2 separate regions of the Mus musculus genome follow, and region 1 is linked to region 2. Evidence: chromatin contacts called from public promoter capture Hi-C data. All regions are on one chromosome and are shown on one strand. The core of a region is the stretch at or near the end of the contact, and the rest is flanking DNA. Distances in the headings are between cores, read along the strand shown. Region 1 holds the start of Lmntd2 (lamin tail domain containing 2). Region 2 holds the start of Ptdss2 (phosphatidylserine synthase 2).

Evidence for each region. Capture Hi-C pulls out chosen DNA fragments and counts their contacts.
Region 1: a promoter capture Hi-C map of adipose tissue shows a contact between it and region 2. The contact joins the promoter of Lmntd2 here to the promoter of Ptdss2 in region 2. A contact is called at or near these places in 4 of 39 promoter capture datasets (cranial neural crest, fetal liver, liver and 1 more), 11 of 484 Hi-C or Micro-C datasets (B cells, the G1E-ER4 cell line, Th1 cells and 6 more), 9 of 115 datasets of contacts at active chromatin or transcription factors (the SCID.adh cell line, effector CD8 T cells, embryonic stem cells and 4 more) and 4 of 9 other capture datasets (adipose tissue, liver, macrophages and 1 more).

Annotation. Positions count from the first base shown.
Region 1 is chr7:141,213,099-141,217,297 of GRCm38.p6, forward strand. Lmntd2 (lamin tail domain containing 2) reads right to left here and starts at 1,374. Exons shown (of 14, transcript NM_001382822.1): 1 at 1,337-1,374; 2 at 776-979; 3 at 536-688; 4 at 104-191. The coding sequence starts at 960. Rassf7 (Ras association (RalGDS/AF-6) domain family (N-terminal) member 7) reads left to right here and starts at 2,762. Exons shown (of 6, transcript NM_025886.3): 1 at 2,762-2,842; 2 at 3,623-3,753; 3 at 3,902-4,199. The coding sequence starts at 3,630.
Region 2 is chr7:141,129,727-141,133,597 of GRCm38.p6, forward strand. It overlaps Ptdss2 (phosphatidylserine synthase 2), which reads left to right and starts at 1,560. Exons shown (of 12, transcript NM_013782.4): 1 at 1,560-1,791. The coding sequence starts at 1,676.

The DNA.
Region 1 (4,199 bases), core at 124-2,623, 83 kb after region 2:
CCAGTGAGAGAGGCCTCCAGTGGCCCCACCTTTCAGACCAACCCTAGGTGGGTAGCTACAGCCTGCCAAGTCATCGCCCTGATCCCTGATCCCACCCCATCACCTGCTGAGCTTGTTCCTTCTGTGCTTTCAGCTCCAGGGTTAGCTTCTGGACCTGGTTCCGCAGGAATTTGTCTTGACTTTTGGAGTTCCTGGTAGGAGGGGCAATCATACCCCTTAGTCTAGGTCAAGCAAGGGTTCCGAAGAGTAGGTAAAGGAGGCCCCACAGCCACCAAACCCTGGAGGCACATATTAGAACAGGCCAGTGCAGAGTAAACCCTAACAGGTCTGGGCAGGGGTCTACATGCTAGGGAGTAGGATGACATTTCCAGCACAGTAACTTAATCAAGGGTATGGCAGAGTGTCAAGTCATGCAAGGAGTAAAGTTAGAGGCAATCAGGTAGAGGAGGGCTCAGTGGTTGAGGCTGGGGTCAGACAGAAAGTAGGAGCCACAGCAGGGTAGGACCTGGGTTGGGCTGAGGGTTTCACCACTGACCGCTCAGAGGGAACCCCTGCCACCTCTTGCAGGATGCTGGAGTATCGGGCATTGTGGCCATTCTGAACAGCCCACCGAAGTGCCTGGATCTCTAGTTCTCTCTGTTCCCATAAGAGCCTCAGGGTACGTGGGTCCAGGGTTTCAGGGGCTAACCTGCAATTTCAGAGCCCTGTGGTTTGATCAGGCTGGCCCGTTGGCTGGCCCAGCCCAGGAGGCCGCCCCACCCCGCTGCCTCCTTACTGCTGCTTGACGGAGCAGCCCATTGGTGTGGATGTGTAGAGCTTAGCGCTCTGAGAATAGGAAGGAGCCACTCTGTCGACAGGTGTGCCAACTGGAGACCCTAAGTCACTGCTGTCTGGCTGTACACCTGCTGGAGCTGGGGATACCTGCTTATCTTCAGACTCCTGGCAAGACTTAGGGGCCATGCTTGATGTTGCTCAGGAGCTGGGAAGGAAGGAAGGCCGGAAGCAGAATAGAGTCTGTCCTGTGTCCCAGGTGTGGGAACCTCACAGGACTCTCTCTGTGTGCCACAGAGGCCCAGTTAGCACTTGCCAGTTCTTTCTGAGGAGGCTTACAGGTGACTACTCAATAGGACATAGGACTGCTGCTCACACAAGTGTCCTCATCTCTATGTTTCAGGCTAGGACAGCAGGTCACTTTCCTGGGCAACATATCCCCAGTATATACATATATTCCCTACTGTCCCCTCTTTCCCTACTTAAACTCAGGCTAGGTGCTAACCTTTTGCCTGAAACTCCTACTCATGTCCCCCTCAGCCCAGGAACTCACCACCAAACTCACCTGAGGCCTAAACCCACAGAAGGCCTAGGGAAGGAAGCATTCTATACCGTTGCCATGGATTTCTGTACCTGAGGGGGGAGGGTGTCTGTTACCAGAAGCATCCAGGGAGACCCGGCCCAGGACCACGAGTGCATTCTGTACCAATATGGTCTGGATCTGTAAACCAGATTCCTACCCACCCAGCTAAGCCAAGGAGGCCCAGGGAACTACCTGTCCCTAGCCAGTGGTGATAGGCTGGTACTGGAAAACAATGGTGTCCTATGAGTAAATTCAGTGTGGTGTGTGTGTGTGTGTGTGTGTGTGTGTGTGTGTGTGTGAGAGAGAGAGAGAGAGAGAGAGAGAGAGAGAGAAGTATGTATAGGTGTCTTGAGTATGTAAATGGTCCTAGGGAAGTGAGTTGATTTAAGGGGCAGTCAAGGATGGTGATAAGAGACTGGAGAGGCTGTGCTAACTCTAGCCAACAAGTGAAGCTGTGTCTGATAGCCTTCTACCTAACTCTTGGAAGCCTTCCTGTGTTTATCTCCACACCTCTGGGCTCTCCCCAATGGTAGTTCCACTAGTGAACCCTGAAGGACCTTGCTTCTGCCTCAGATCAGAAGAGAGGCCCAGAAGGTTCCTTCTACCTTGTCAGCCTCATACTTCCATCTGCTTCCTTATGGCCACAAGGGCTTGGGAATCTCCTCCCACAGCATTGCGATGGGGCAGAGCAGACAGAGCCCCACCAGGGCAGCAGAGAAGCCATTAGCCCCCCGCCCCCCTCCCGCTTCAGGGAGAGGAGGACTGCTGTGGAGGACGCTGGATCCGTTGGGGGAGGGGAGAGGATGGAGCTTCAGACAAAGATCCCAGGGTCTTTGTCCCAGTCAGCCTCAGGGACGACCCCCTCCCCCACCAGGGTGCAGGGCCCACTAAACTCCACCTCCCTCGGGTAGCAGCCCGGAATGGAACGAGGTGGGCGGGAGTGTTCATGGCCTTTCTTCCCGGTGTCCTCAGCCACAGATTCCTTAGGGAGCAGGGCTGAAAAGGCCTAGAGCGATTGTTGAGATGGGGTGCACGTCAGGGTTGCAGGATTCCAGTCAGGAGCCCTCTCTGTGGGCGGAGACCAGCACTTTGAAAGTCGGCTGAGGAAGTCTGAGCTGGGAGCACACCTCACTTGGGCCAATCAGCCCAGAGCTAACGCAGCAGCAGACGCGCTTCCGCATTGATTAACAGAGGTGAGCATCTGGGGCGACTCCGTCCGGCCACTACCTAACTCAGGGCCCCGCCCACACCTGGTTGCCTCCGGGGCGGGACCGAGTAACGAGCCAATGGGGCGTGGTGGGAGAAGGGTCGCCAATGGGAGTGGGCATGGGGCGGGAGACACACGCCTCCGAGCTAATGGGATGCTGTGGGGCGGGGCGTGAAGACCGGGAGCCAATGAGGCCGTGAGGTTGGGCGCGCCGCGGCGCTGGGACAGCAGGTTGAGGCGGCACCGAAGCGCCCAAGTCCCGAAGGCCAGCAAGTACCCAGGTGAGCTGTGCCGGGTTCTCGAGACTCCTGAGCACTGGGCGCGGCATCAGGGAGCCGTCTTCGACCGAGGAGAAGCGAATCTGGGTGAAGGGACGCGTGGTGGCCGTGCTGCACCTGCGTCTGTCCGCTGCAGAGTGGGACGTCTGGATCCCGCGCTGCCGGGGATCTGCCGTGAGGCGGGCTGTGCCCACCCCCCCCAGTGGGGCGGGACCACCAGAACCCAGAGCTCTGGCTGGACGGGAGGGACTGCAGAGGCGGACCGGGGACTGGCGTGGGGCAGAGGGCGCTCCTCAGGTCTGGGGTCGGTTCGGAGATGGAGGTCTGTCTGAGTTGTGACTCTCAGCTTCTCCCAGGCCCAAGACTGTTCCCTCCCTGGGGGGGCGTTTCCATGACTGAGGCCGGCGTTGTATTTGCATATAGTCATTACTATGTGCCTGGGGACGGTCGCCCGCGTGAAAAGGGTAGTGGCCTTTGAGCCTGGTGACCGGGGGACAGGAAAACCTGGACCTGGTTAATGATTCACCCCGTTCCTGGAGTGGAGTGGGGTGGGTGGGGCAAGAGAAGGCTGGTGAAGGAGGGGACGCCTCAAAATGCTCATGAGGGCCAAACTAGTTCCCCAGCCACTCCAGGAATGTGTGGCCTGCGGGTGGGGCTGGGCACAGGAGGGCAGGGCTGAAGGCCACAGTCCTGAGCCAGTTGTTGTGGCAAGCCAAGAGAAGAGGGCCAGGCTTTGGTAGAGGGAGACCTGACCTGATCTCATGGCCTGTGCCCTCCCCACAGGACAGGGATGGTCTTGGAGCTTGTGGCCATGGAGCTGAAGGTCTGGGTGGACGGCATCCAGAGGGTGGTCTGTGGGGTCTCAGAACAGACCACCTGCCAAGAAGTGGTCATTGCGCTGGCCCAAGCTATAGGTGAGTTTCTTGGGGACAAGGAAACCAAACTGGTGGGGCTGTGGTCTAACAGCATCTTCCCTTCCATGGAGGGTGGGGTTGATTGCTCTATTCTTCAAGCCAGTAGATAGAGGGGGGGACATAGGCTGAACCCGTCTCTCCTCCACAGGCCAGACAGGTCGATTTGTCCTTGTGCAGCGTCTTAGGGAGAAGGAACGACAGCTGCTGCCACAGGAGTGTCCAGTGGGAGCCCAGGCCACTTGTGGACAGTTTGCCAATGATGTTCAGTTTGTCCTGAGGCGGACAGGGCCTAGCCTGTCTGGAAGGCCCTCCTCAGACAACTGTCCACCCCCAGAACGATGCCCAGTTCGTGCCAGCCTCCCCCCAAAGCCATCGGCGATACCAGGCCGTGAGCCACGCAAAGCACTGACCTTCAACCTTAGATGTCCCAAGCTGGTCCCCAGCCC
Region 2 (3,871 bases), core at 310-2,809:
CTGGGGGGATGGGGGGTCTTACTCCTCTAATTTATGGTTTGTCAGTTTGAACAATGACAGGGAGGCTGACAAACCCACGACTTTTGGGCAAACATGTCCTGATCTGGCCTTGAGCTTGTCTGGACTGGTGACCCTCCTGGTGGAGAAAAGGTTCACCAAGGCCTTTCTTTTAAGCTGCTAGACTTTTATTTCAGGTAAGGAGGGTGAAGAAGAAACCAAGAGTCTGCCATCTTATTGTTTATTTGTTTGTTTGTTTCAAGATAGAGTTTTTCTTTGTAGCCTTTGTTTTCTAGGATCTCATTATGTAGACCAGGCTGCCCCAAACTCACAAAGATCTTCCTGCCTCTGCCTCCTGAGTACTGGGATTAAAGGTGTGGGCCACCGCTACCCGGCTGAATTTTGTCATCTTCAATATCCAATAGGCTCTCTCTTCTCTGTCTGCCTATCAGGGAATCTATCTAACTCCTAATCTCACGTGAAGGATAACCACAGACTCCCTGATATATATACCTCCACCTCAAAGTGCTGGGATTGCAGGCTGGTGGCACCACAAGCCAACACATCTGAGAAAACTGAAGAAGGACCCACACTCTCAGACAAGAAGCCCATTCCCTACCTCTGGCAAAATGTAAGTACTCTCAGCAACTAACCATACCAGTTTCAACTATCCAACTTGACTGGTCCTGCTAATTTAGTCATTAATTTTTATTTACGTTAAAGTTTGAGACAGAGTCTAGCCTTGGCTGATCTAGAGCTCACAGTGTGTAGACTTGGATGGCTTCAAACACATATAGATCTTCCTGCCTCTGATACCTGAGTGCTAGGATTAAAGGACTATGCCATCATGTCTGGCAATAATTTATCTAATTTATCTATCTATCTACATCTATTTATTAGTGTATAAGTGTTTTGGTTGAGTGTATGCATCTATACACCAACTGTATACAGTGCCCTAGATACTAGAAGAGGGCATTGGAGCCACTGCTGCTATGTGAGAGTGGAAACTGAACTCCATCCTCTAGAAGGTCAGGCAGTGATCTTAACTGCTAAGCCATTTCTCTATCACTATTTCATCTTATTTATTTATTCATTCATTCATTCATTTTCGAGACGGTTTCGCTGTGTAGTTCTGGCTGTCCTTGAACTCACTCTGTAGACCAGGCTGGCCTTGAACTCAGAGACCCGCCTGCCTCTGCCTCCCAAGTGCTGGGATTAAAGGCATGGGCCACCAGTGCCCGGCGCCTCCTTTTTTTTTTAATTCAAGGTTTGAATAACTCAGGCTGTCCTTGGATTCGTTCAATCCTCCTGCCTCAGCTTCCGGAGTTTAGTTTGCTTGGCAGGGCTGTCTACCACAACAGTTTAGGTTGAGTCTCTTTTGCGTCCCTATCCCCAGAGATTATATGTCTTCGGAACTTTATCAACACCAGCCAGTGCCAGCCGGCTTGTACAGTCTCTGTCAGGCGGAGCACGCGGCCGGTCTCCTAGCAACCGGACCGCGTCCCTCCCACCGGGCAGTTTAGGGCTTTCCAGCGCCCAGCATGCCCTGCGGCCCGGCGCGCACTACGCGTCCCACAATGCCTCACGGCCCCGCCCCACTCCCGCGGAGACCCCGCCGGGCAGCACTGCGACCCCAGCCCACCGCCTGCAGCCTACTGGGCTGCGCAGGCCGGGCGCCATGCGGAGGGGCGAGCGCAGAGTCGCCGGAGGCTCGGGATCTGAGTCTCCGCTGCTCAAGGGCCGCCGCAGCACCGAGTCTGAAGTCTACGACGATGGCACTAACACCTTCTTTTGGTGAGGGTCTCCCCGCGTCGGGGCAGGAGTTTGGGACAGACAGTTTAGATTGGAATCGGGAACCGTCAGGGCCTGGATCAGCCAGGGGAGCGCCTCACTCCCTCCGGCCCTCGTGGAACCCCCCGTGGTCGTCTCCGTATGAGATGTCGAGTGTTTTTTCGGATCGGAGGAGCCCCGGGATGAGCTCTGGAAGGCCTGGCCACTACATATTAGTGACTTTTCAGGTTTCCCTTTCTGGGGGATAGCTGTTGTTCCCCTGCTCTTCACCCGTAACGTTGCCCTGAACTGGCCTGGTGGGCATGGCATATCTGTATGGTAGATTTTCCTCACAGCTACCCTTTTCAGTGACCCTTGCTTGCACAACTCAACCTCTGACAAGTTTTGGGGTCAGGTTGCCCCGTCTGCCTTTCGTGGAGTTGAGTGCGTAGGAATTGCAGGTGTTTTGCTTCTTTGAAGGACCATGCCACCGCCCTGGCTGACCAGGTGTAATCCCATGACCTTGGGCTAACCCTTCACCTTTCCTTGTTTGTGAGAAGGAGCACGCTTCATGAGAGGAATGGCTTTGCTTTTATTTCAGGCAGCCAAGTTTCTACCCACCTATGCGACACTGGAGTCCCAGGGTGGGCCCTACAGGCAAGTGACACCCAAGTGCACAGAAACAAATGTGTTCCCACTGGAGGGGATGTTAAGTGGAAGTTGCTCTGAGAGAACAGAGCTGTGGCAGTGTCCAGAACACATTTGATCAGAGAGAATCCTGGTCTGGAAGTGTTAAGATAATTCAGGAGAAGGTGCCATCACACAGATAGGGTCCTCCAAGGGACTCTTGTGTATGTCAGCTTGTATCTCTGGCTTGCAAGTGGGAGTGGTAACTGAGGCACTGGTGAGATACAGTTGAAATAGCAGGAAAGTGGGTTGGGTGTGGGAGATAGCTTTGCATCTGGACCTTATACTATTAGCACCTTCCCTGGGTTATGGACAGCTTCTGCAGTGAGAGCCAACCAGAGCTGCTTTTCAATATGATTCCGTCTAATGACTGTGAAAACATTAGAGGGAAAAGAAGCAATCCCAGCACTTGGAAGGCAGAGGCAGGTGGGTCTCTGTGAGTTTGAAGCGAGCCTGGTTTACATAGTGAGTTTCCAGTACAGCCAGACCCTGGAGGGAGCGAGAGAGGGAGAGAGAGAGAGAGCGCGCTTGGAAGCGAGCATGGGGCAGTTGAAGTTGTGGGTATGGTGCCAGAGCTAGTGCCGATGGCCTTCTTTGACCTTTGAGGTCCTTTGGACATTAAAATGGCCTATAAGTCGGGCTGTTGCAACCCCATAAACTAATCTGAAGACTGATCCCATACCCCATTCTTCTTGACTGGACATAATGGCCTCTAACCCCATAACTGACCCCACACCATCTCAGTCATATCCTGGATGACAGGACAAAGAGGAATGATGCTTACAAAATCCCTGACCCACACCTGGTTTTTTGTTTTCATAAACCGTGCACTGCCTTACTTCAGGGCCAAGAGATCTTTGTGGCAGGAGCCTGTTCCTGGTTGCCTACTTAAATAAAGGACTCCAATTGGCCTTACATTCATAGCAGTCCGTGAATTACTCAAGTGGGTTTTTAAACATCAATTCTCTATCAGGTAGCCTCCACCATGGCTCTTGGACAGGAGAGAGGCGGGACTGTCCTTCAGTGCAGGTGACGGCCACTGGACTGAGAATTCTGGAGTGTGTTGCTGGCTTGCCTTTCTTGCTTTATAGTCATTTATTCATTCAGCCATTCTTCAGTGTGTATTTTGGGGACTTTTGCTGAGTGTCATTACTATCTTAGGGGATAATATCAGGAAACTAAACAAGAGCTCTGATTCTGGCACAGACCTGGAACTTTATTTATATAAAGTTTTATTTTGTGTGTATTGATGTTCTGCCTGCATGTGTGTGTATAAAACCTGTATGCAATGCCCCTAGAAGCCAGAAGAGAGTGTTGGGTCCCTTGGAACCATAGTTCCAGACGGGAGCTGCTGAGTCGATGTTAGGGACCCCATCTGGGTCCTCTGGAAGAGTAGCCTGTGTTGTTAACCTCTGAG